Regions from separate parts of the Mus musculus genome. Here all the other regions are linked to region 3. The links are chromatin contacts, called in public promoter capture Hi-C maps. All regions are on one chromosome and are shown on one strand. The core of a region is the stretch at or near the end of the contact, and the rest is flanking DNA. Distances in the headings are between cores, read along the strand shown.

Region 1 (3,176 bases), core at 458-2,957, 1.7 Mb after region 3:
GCAAGCACCCCATCTCCTGACACCGAGTCCCCAAAACCTGAGGCTTAGGTGGGTGAACAGCACCAGGGAACTGAGCCAGGCAAGACTAGACCAGAGCTGCACTCTGGGGGTTGGATACAGGCTGGCTGTGCCCACAGCCATTGATCCCTAGTGTGACCCTCACTGCCTCCCCTCCCACACCAGCCAGAAATCTACAGGGAAACTGAGGCCACTGTGCAAGCCTTCCACTGAGTCATTTCATTTGTCACACATACTTTGAGCACCACTGTGTACCCAAGTCCTTGGGGTGCTAGTGACACTGGTCACACCCTTCAAAGACATCTCACTGCCTCCTTGGCTGTGACCCCATTTAATGAATGCAATATCATAATTACTATCATAGGAGTGGGTGTTTACGGCGCGCTGTCACTCCCACAACCACCTCTGATCTTCCTACAGACTTTCAGTCCACTTCACAGAAGGCTCAGTTTAAGTCCAGTCTGGGCACACAAATTTGGGGGTGTCAGGCTTCCTGCCTGGGACTCACCCTACTATCCTGCAAGAGGCAGGGACTAAGACCTGACCTTCCACTTGGGACCCCGCCCAGGAACCAGCCTAGGAACCCTATTGTAGGTGATGGTATGTGGGTCAGGGTGTGACCTGGGCAGCCACATGGGTGGGACCACAGTGACAAAGTCTGGGTCTTGATTGGAGGCCCGTCCATCTTATGGTCAGATAGAAACTGTCCTCTGCTGGCCTTAGGTCTCGCTGCTCCGCCCCAGGCTAGACTGTATCCATCAATCAAAATCATGGTTTGTTTTGTTTATGCTTTTTTAATGAGGCAGAGTCTGTGAATGTAGCCCAGGCTGGCCTCAAGCTGCAGATCTTCCAGCCTCAGCCACCAGAGGATTGTAATGACCACACCAGGCTCAACCCCTTTTAAAGTGCCAAAACCAGAGTGCCCTAACATTTGACTAAAGATTGTGGTCCCCATCTGGAGAAAATGGGGCACAGGTGTTGGGAATTTGAGACAGATAGTCTGGCTTCCTCAACCTCTATATTCTGAGGAGGAGACTAAGGATCAGGGAGGTGCTGTCACCTGCCCAAGGTCACCATGAAGCAGGTCCTGCGACGCTGAGGGCAAGTGGAGGGGCGGCCATCCCCGACCTTCTCTGCACCCCATCCTCATTCACCTAGACTAATTCTGTCCCTTGGAGCAGATGCCGGCTGCCCCCCTAACAGGGCGCGGGAGTCCCTGGTGCAGGCTCCAGGCCTCTCCAGGCCCCGTTCCCCCGGGAGGGGATCCCGCGCTCCATACTCCAGATACCCCGCAATTCCACCACACTCGCCCTACAGAACCCCCACCAGCCTACCAACCCTAGAGCGGGTGCAAAGGAAAGGAGGAGACCCTCGTTCCCAGGCGAGGAAGAGGGGCAGCGAGGGAGGCGGCCCCCAGCTTAGGGCCAGGCTAGAGACCCGGAAGAGGGATTGGGGGTCCTGGGGGGGGTCTCAGCCTCCCAGCCCAGGATTGAGAGATGCCATAGAGTGGCGCCCCGCCTTCTGCAGACGGCACCTGCGCTCGGGCCGGGTCAGGATGGAGGCTGCGTCCCCGCCCCGCACCCCGCCCCCGCGTCCTGCACCCCGCACCCCGCACCGGAGCCCCGCGCCGGGGACACTCACCGCCTCTCGCGGCGCTACCTGCGCGCTCCAGACCCGCGCCCCGCCCTCCCCGCGCGCTGCGGAGCGCGCTGCTGGCCCCGCCATGGGTGTGGTCAGGAGGAGCTCCGCCCCGCGGTGCTTCATAAACCCTGCACTGGTTGGCTGAGCCTGGAAATTCATCCGCAGGCTATTTGCATATTTTAAAGTGACAGGAGAAGCTCCTTGATCTCTGCACCTGTCAAGTCTCTCGGGAGACTGGGAGGGAAAGAGGGGATAGCTTTTATTAAGTACCTACTGCATACATGGCTCTTTGGAGAACCCCTCCGAGGCTGTGAATTAGGTGACATTTAATATTGAGCCTCATTTTACAAACAAAGGAATCAAGGAACATGGCTAGGAGTTGCTTTGGAGGTCATATAGCAACTCTGGTCTATCCATTCATGTGACATGCCATTTATTTATTCAGGCTGTGTGCTGGTGATGAAGCCAGGCTGCCCCAGCATTAAGCAAGAGCCACATGTCCACTCCACTCCCATATGACAACTTCGAGAGACTTAACTCCCCGGCCTGGGCTCCGTTTCTTGTTCAGGGTCACATGGCAGCATGATGATCCTCAGGACTACTGAGCCATCTCTCTCCCTGCCCCAGAAGCACCTCCAAGGAAGTGGGACCACTGGCCTGGGCACAACCAGAAAGCTAAGTGCCCTTCATCTCCAGTACATGCCCCTGCAGCCTTGGACCCCAGACACCTCAGTTTGGGCATTTTCCTGTGGTGGGAATCAAATCCAGGTCCATCCCAGACTGAGGCTGCCCCACTTCTTACTTGAACCATCTACTGCAGCTCTGCCCCAAATGATGCCGGGTTCTGATGGCAACCATACATAGCTAAATACTAGCTTCAGGGCCGGTGAGATGGCTCAGTGGGCAAAGATGCTTGTAGCAAAGCCTGGATTTTTTGAGAGAGTCCTGAAAAGTATCCTCTAACCTGTGGCATGTGCACACTACCAATGAATCAATTAATCAATTTATGCATCAATTCAAACAATAAAGATTAAACATTTAGATAGGCCCCACACCCAGCTGACTGGTGACCATCTGCCACAATTGGTAAGATAGCCCGCTCTCCATTCTCCATGCTGTTCACATTTTTCACATGTCCTTTTGTTGGCCCAAGAGCCCTCGAGTCACCTTTGGGTTCTGGGATTTGAGAATGGTAAGAAAAGCATCTCTCTCTCTCTCTCTCTCTCCCTCCCTCCCTCCCTCCCTCCCTTCCTTCCTCCCTCTCTCTCCTCCCCATATGTGTGTGGATGTGTGCATGCATGCCATTGCTGTGTCCAGAGCTGGAGTAGGGTGGGTTCCAGGGGCTGAAGCAAAGCCATCAGAGTCGGATGGAACAGGTTTTGACCTGTGATCACTGTCACCTGTCATTGACTGGTTCTAGGCAGGTGCTGGTCTAGAACTCAAGACTTCCCAGGCCCTTTCAGGGGTGTGCACCCCCATAGCAGCCCTCATTCTCGACATGACTCAGTCGTATCTCC
Region 2 (2,805 bases), core at 209-2,708, 1.4 Mb after region 3:
TGGATCTGCCTCTTCCCCAGTCACCAGCTTACCTGTCTCTGCAGAGTCTCCTTCTCTGCCTGGGCGTCCTGCAGTGAAGCCTGAGTGCATGCCAGCTCATCCTCCCGGTTGCACAGGGCTAGCCGCAGCCAGGCGTTCCTCTCTATGAGGCGAGCAGCCTCCTGCTGTCCAGGTCCTGCGTCTTCTTTCTCATCACCAAAGGGCCCCGGAGCCCCCTGGTCTCTGTCTTCTGCTTCCACTGACTTTGGAAAGCTTAGCGAGTGGTGGCGCAAGGCAGCTACAACTGCCTCAAGGGAGCTCAGCCTGCACTGCAAGGTCTCATACACACTGGGTACTGATATCTCAGCAGGGCCACTATCCAGGGGGGCTTCTTGCAGGACCTGGTGGGCTTCCACCTCAGGCTCGCACTGTTCTTCTGGGCTCAAGGATAGAACCGCATGGGATCCCACATCACAACCCTCCTTGATCCTGTGAAGATAGTGGGGGAACCCCAGCCACCTGAGGCTCAGAAGAGACCTGGAGGGCTAACCCTAGGGTCGCTAGGAAGGTAGAGTAGGGAATGAGCGGCATGGCTGGAGGATAAACAGGAAGAGGAGAGAGGCAGGCAGCAGAGGCAATGGGCAGGTGAGTGGCAGGAGGCAGCTTTGTGCAGGGGGGGTGTTGGGGTGTTGGGCTAGAATATAGGGTACATACTAAATGCATCCTACCAGTTCCTTGGGCTCTGAAGGCCAGGACCAAGGTATTCCTGATGCAGCTCAGGTTTAGTCTCGAAGCGTCCATTGTTGGCATCTACTTCCTCTGAGCTCTCAGCTACAGGGTCTAGCTCCCCCTGTGAATGAACCCCGTTTCCCCCCAACACACACACACAGTCTCTTGGCCATCATATCCAGCTCCACCTGTGGAGGACTCCCCTACACCACCACGGGCTCTGAGCCTAGCAGGCCTGGGTTCCCAGGATCCATGGGACTGAGTGTGGCAGGAAGAGGGGCACACTTACAGGCAGAGGATGCCTCCCTCGACGGCTTCGGGGCCGTGTGGCCCGGGCACTCATTGCCTCTGTCACTACAGTCTGCTTTCAGTTCTTGCCTTCGTCACCTTAGAATCCTTGTTTTTTGTTTTTTTGTTTCCTGTAGGATTTTTGGGGTGTCTACTCCGATTGACACATTTAAATATTCATATACCTCTCCAATAGTGCCCACTAACTATCTACTTGTTCCTTACTCCCCCATCCCCCATCTCTACTGGGCATTCTTCTCCCCTCAGCTGTCTGAAGGCGTTTCTCTTATCTGTGCCCCACCCCCCATAGAAGCATTGGGTAGGGACCCTAAAATCCTCTTTCTTCCTACGGCTCTTAGCATCAAACTCCCTCACCCTGGGGGTTGACCCTGCTGCGCTCTTCTCTGCTTCTCCAGAGCACCTTGGGAAAGGCCTGAGATCCAGGGCATATCTCAAGCCATTCTGGCCACTGGCTACTGAGGCTGCGATAGCCAAAAGTGGCCCGGGAGGGGCTGGGAAACAGGAAGCCCCCCTACCCTGATCACATGGACAGTTATTGTTTCGTTTCCTTCTCCAGGATGCCGGCTTCCTCCAGAACGGGAGGAGGATGGAGGACCAGGACCTTTGTCCCGCTCTAAAGATATCAGTATCCCCTTACCCGAGGCCAAACCTTCCATTTTCATTTTGGATTTTTTGTGTCCCCTGTTCACCAGGACTCGCTCTAATGTGAAGGTCTTTGTGTGTGTGTGTGTGTGTGTGTGTGTGTGTGTGTGTGTGTGTGTGTGTTTCTAAAACCAAAAAAAAACCAAAACTGTAGGAGTTGGCTTCAGCATTTGCACAGCTTTTATTTTTCATTACTTTGCTTTACTCATCTTTGTCTGTGGTGGTCCTACTTGTCTCCGAGATCGAACTCAGGCCCCTCAGGATTGGTGGCAAGAGCCTGCACCTGCTCAGTAGCCCACAACGTTTCTCTTCAATGAGTCTGAACTGCTGCATCAGGCGGTTGGAGGCACTGGCAACAATAAGCTTGTCCACAGTGTGTCTGCTGCCTTCTTTACTTTTTCTTTACATTTTAGTTTTTATACAGCGTCTCATTTAGCCCAGCCTGGTCTAAACGCCCGATCTTCGTCTCCGGGTCTCTGGAGTGTTGGGATGACAGGTGTGCACCACCAGTCCTCATCAAGGTACTAGTGAATGAATGCCAACCTAAGTTACATAAGTAACTGAGAAGGCCTTTGGCAAGTCCAAGCCAAGTCCTACCCCGTCAATCATCAAACGGCCCCGCCCAGCTCAGGCTTCTGTCCTATTTCAGCAGAAGCCTTGAGAACCATAGCGTGATTAAACCGGAACTACAAATTACGCCCAATTTTGCTTCTATCCACCACAGATCACACCCACTCCCAGTATTACCCATCTTCAGCCCCATTCCAGCCACTCCAAGCCACACCCCCAGAACGCCTCAGCCTATCAGCTTCCATGTCCCGAGGGCCACTGAACTACATTTCCCAGAAGGTGTCTCGGCAGCGCCGCACAAACTTCCGGCCAGGAAGATGGCGGCTTCCTAGAGTCCTGATTGACTGGCCGCGGTGCCCAGGCTACAGAGTGGAACCTGCGGCACTGTGAACGCGCGTGAGCTTTGTGTCGCCGTGGTCTAACTTCGACCCGGATTGCTGTAGCTCCAGGTTCGTTCTTCTTGAGGACTTAGGGGTGGGGGATTCGAGGTCCCGAGATGCCACCCCTAAAACCGCGCATCCATCGCAGGGTCACTTGGGCTTCCTGTGTTTCCCTAGGGACCGGACCGGCGCCGCC
Region 3 (3,099 bases), core at 404-2,903:
TTAAAGGCATCTGCCACCCTACCCAGCTCTTTTTGATTATAATTTTTTAAAATTAATGGTATTATTTGTTGTGTATGATATGTATGAGTGCAGGCAAATTTGGAGATCAGAAGGCAATTTTTGAGAGTGTTCACCTTCCACTCAAACTCAAGTTATCAGGCTTGTGCTGCAAAAGCCTTTACCCACAAAGTCATCTAAGCAGACCTGCTTTCTTTGAGATATTCTTCCTGTGTAGCCGAGGCTAGCCTCTTGCCTCTCCCTTGAACATGTACATCACAGGTATGTGCAACTATGCCTGTAATCTCAGTACTTGGGTGGCCAGGAAGGATGACAGCTGGGAATTGAGACCAATTCTTTGCTACATCGTGTAAGACCACGACAACCCCCCCCAACACAAAAACAAACAAAAAACCCAAACTTCACACAGTGTGGTCTTTGCTAAATCACTTTACTTAGCTAAGCCTATACGGTTTCACTCTTGAAATAAGGAAGTTTATTGGTTCAGTGAGGATTAGAAGCTCTAACTATGCACAGTGTGGGAAACAAGAATTTTGATCCCCTCCTGAAGGCAATTTACTAGACTGTCTGCAGGTCAGAACATTAAACATCTGAATAGTCAAGGAAACAAAGATAGGAAAATGGCAAAAAAGAGGCGGAGGTGTGGAAGAGACACAGTTGCCATGAGAAGAAACAAGTCTTACTGAGAAGCTGAATGACAGCTACCTCTTGAAATTCTGTGAAGCACCAAGACGTCACAAATCAAGTTGGAGGCGGAGTGGGGACTCTTTCAAAGATGGACCATTTCGTGGTGGGAGAAGAAGCCACCAACAGTGAGACTGACCTCCAGACCCCCGAGGTGCAAGTGACTCTAGAAGCTACTTTCTGCACTTCAGGTCCTCACAAGGCAACAACGTTCAACAAGAGGCTGAAGGCCTCACCTTCCCCAATATCCATGCCACAAGGATCTGGGACTCCAGACCTAGACACCTGACTGTCAGAAGTCCTGGACTTTCAGATTTCCTGCGACCTCGCTTTCACACGTCAGGGAGCTCGCATCTCTTCCTTAGGTAGGTGCTTCTAGGCTGACGCTCTGGGTCCTGTTCCCGCGGCCACCCGACTAGGAGGGTCCCCGATGCAAGCACCAAGTAGCTGAAGAGGGACAACTTTCCCGGTTCCCGGGTGAGAGGGCGTGGCGGAGCCGCGTCTGTCACCGCAGGTGAGGGCGAGGCCTTCGGAAGTCCCAAGCCCGACGAGGCGGAGAGGATCGAGTCCCCGGTACCCGCGGCCCGCCCGCCTGGCCCGCACACTCACCGCCTTCTCCAGGTGGCTGCGCGCCTGCTCGCTGTTCTTCGTGTGGTGGTAAAGCACCGAGCCGAGCTGCAGGTGCGTCCGGGCCTCGATCCGCTGAGGCGGCTTGAAGGGGAACACGGCCTGCAGGCAATGAACGCACAAGCGGATCTTGGGCGGGCTAGATGTTCGGAAGTGCTCGGCGAAACCCAGGAGAGCCAGATACCACGACTCGGCTGCCTCGGCCTGTGCGGCCTGTGCGGCGGCAGCCTGAGCTGCAGCCGCCGCCTGCGCCGCAGCCGCCGCCTGTGCCGCCATCTTGGCCCGCACAACAACAAGCCGCCTCCACAGAGAGGCGGAAGCACCTTGAGGGGCGGGGCCTGGCGACCCGCAATTCTCGCGAGAACTGCTACGCAAGGACTTCTGGGTCTTATGGTGTGTGTTCGAAGTGGCTCCGACTGAGGAAGACTCTGAGGAGAGGATGATACCTCTGCATCATCGTAACTGAGAGTAATACACGTTCGTGAACTGACGCCGGCGTTTCTGTGGAGAAGACGCCCGGTGTCCTAGAAGGGGGTTGGACGAGATTGTCGGAGAAGGACTACATTTACCATCAGACCAAGCGCACTATAACAGAGCCTCCCTCTTCTCAGGTGGCGCCGGAGCATTGTGGGATTGGATGAGTCTCAAGATGGACAACCGGGATGTTGCAGGTAACATCCCCCGACTTCCCTTCGCCGCCCGCCTGGGTTCTCGCGACTGCACGTCTCCTGTTCACCCTACTTTCTGTCACGGACCTGACACGCGGACTTCTCGCCTCAGCCCCAGGGAAACTTACAGTAACGTTGCGTGTGCCCTTCTCTGGTCTGCCGAGACCCCAGACTCGGGTTCGCCCCCCAACCCCCGCCCGTGGCTGAGGAGCGCTCCTGGTCTCCCTCAAAGGCCTGGGCGCCGGGTGGGAACCGCATGGGCTTTCCCAATAAACTGCTCTCGGGCCGGTGGCATCCACAGCGGACAGCCTGGGACATCCCTCCTGCCCCTCCGGTCCCCTTTGGCTTGGGTCCTGCCTTGTGGGAAATGTGCGTTTCCGAACTGCACTGGGTCAGCCAGGGCGGTTTCCCACGGTTACGGGTTTAGCTCTCCCTGTGCCCCTAGGATGAAATGCATTTGCCCATTCACCATATGCTTCCACACTTGCTGGGTGCCAAACGCTGTGCTAAGCTTGCGTGTCAGTGCACCTGGAAGCAAATTTTGCAAAGAACTAGTTCTCGTGACGTGAGGTTGGATGCTGCTAATATATTGAAGGTCAGGGAAGGCTTAACAGTTTTTAAAAATCCATTTGTCTTTATGTCTTTGTGTGTGAGTACCTGGAGCTGGAGTTATAGTAGGCCACCTGGATGTTTGCTTGGATTCTCTGGAAGAGTGACAAGCACTCTTAACCTCTGAGCCATCTCTCTGGCTCCATGAAAAGTCTTTCTTGAGTACAAGATGTTCCATATGAGTAGATGCTGTCTATAGGAAGGCAGAGGTTTCACCACAGAGGCTGGATAGGCCTCAGAGTGGACTAGGATTGTCTCCTTGGAGATTGTTATGAATGAAATGGAAATAATTAGGGGTGTCAACTCTGGTAGTGTCTAGGGAGTCAGTTTTGCTTTCAACATTTAGAATTTAAGGGCTGACGAGATGGTGGTAGTTAAAATGCTTGTTGCCCAAGAGTGAGGACCTGGCTCCCCATCTTCAGTACTCATGTAAAAAAGCCAGATGTACTGTTGTGTGCCTGAAAGCACAGGACTTCGGACTGGACACAGGTGG

The links. Promoter capture Hi-C pulls out the DNA fragments that hold promoters and counts their contacts.
Region 1: a contact with region 3 is called in a promoter capture Hi-C map of erythroid cells, with 20 times the contacts expected there. The contact joins the promoter of Fcho1 here to the promoter of Mau2 in region 3. A contact is called at or near these places in 1 of 39 promoter capture datasets (erythroid cells) and 1 of 9 other capture datasets (pancreatic islet).
Region 2: a contact with region 3 is called in a promoter capture Hi-C map of pre-B cells, with 2.1 times the contacts expected there. The contact joins the promoter of Ushbp1 here to the promoter of Mau2 in region 3. A contact is called at or near these places in 1 of 39 promoter capture datasets (pre-B cells) and 1 of 9 other capture datasets (pancreatic islet).

Annotation. Positions count from the first base shown.
Region 1 is chr8:71,723,974-71,727,149 of GRCm38.p6, forward strand. Fcho1 (FCH domain only 1) reads right to left here and starts at 1,708. Exons shown (of 28, transcript NM_028715.3): 1 at 1,660-1,708.
Region 2 is chr8:71,394,343-71,397,147 of GRCm38.p6, forward strand. Ushbp1 (USH1 protein network component harmonin binding protein 1) reads right to left here and starts at 1,459. Exons shown (of 13, transcript NM_181418.3): 1 at 1,372-1,459; 2 at 998-1,127; 3 at 708-829; 4 at 33-468. The coding sequence starts at 1,051. Babam1 (BRISC and BRCA1 A complex member 1) reads left to right here and starts at 2,513. Exons shown (of 9, transcript NM_026636.2): 1 at 2,513-2,678.
Region 3 is chr8:70,041,081-70,044,179 of GRCm38.p6, forward strand. Mau2 (MAU2 sister chromatid cohesion factor) reads right to left here and starts at 1,654. Exons shown (of 19, transcript NM_001376946.1): 1 at 1,312-1,654. The coding sequence starts at 1,605. It overlaps Sugp1 (SURP and G patch domain containing 1), which reads left to right and starts at 1,707. Exons shown (of 14, transcript NM_027481.3): 1 at 1,707-2,000. The coding sequence starts at 1,967.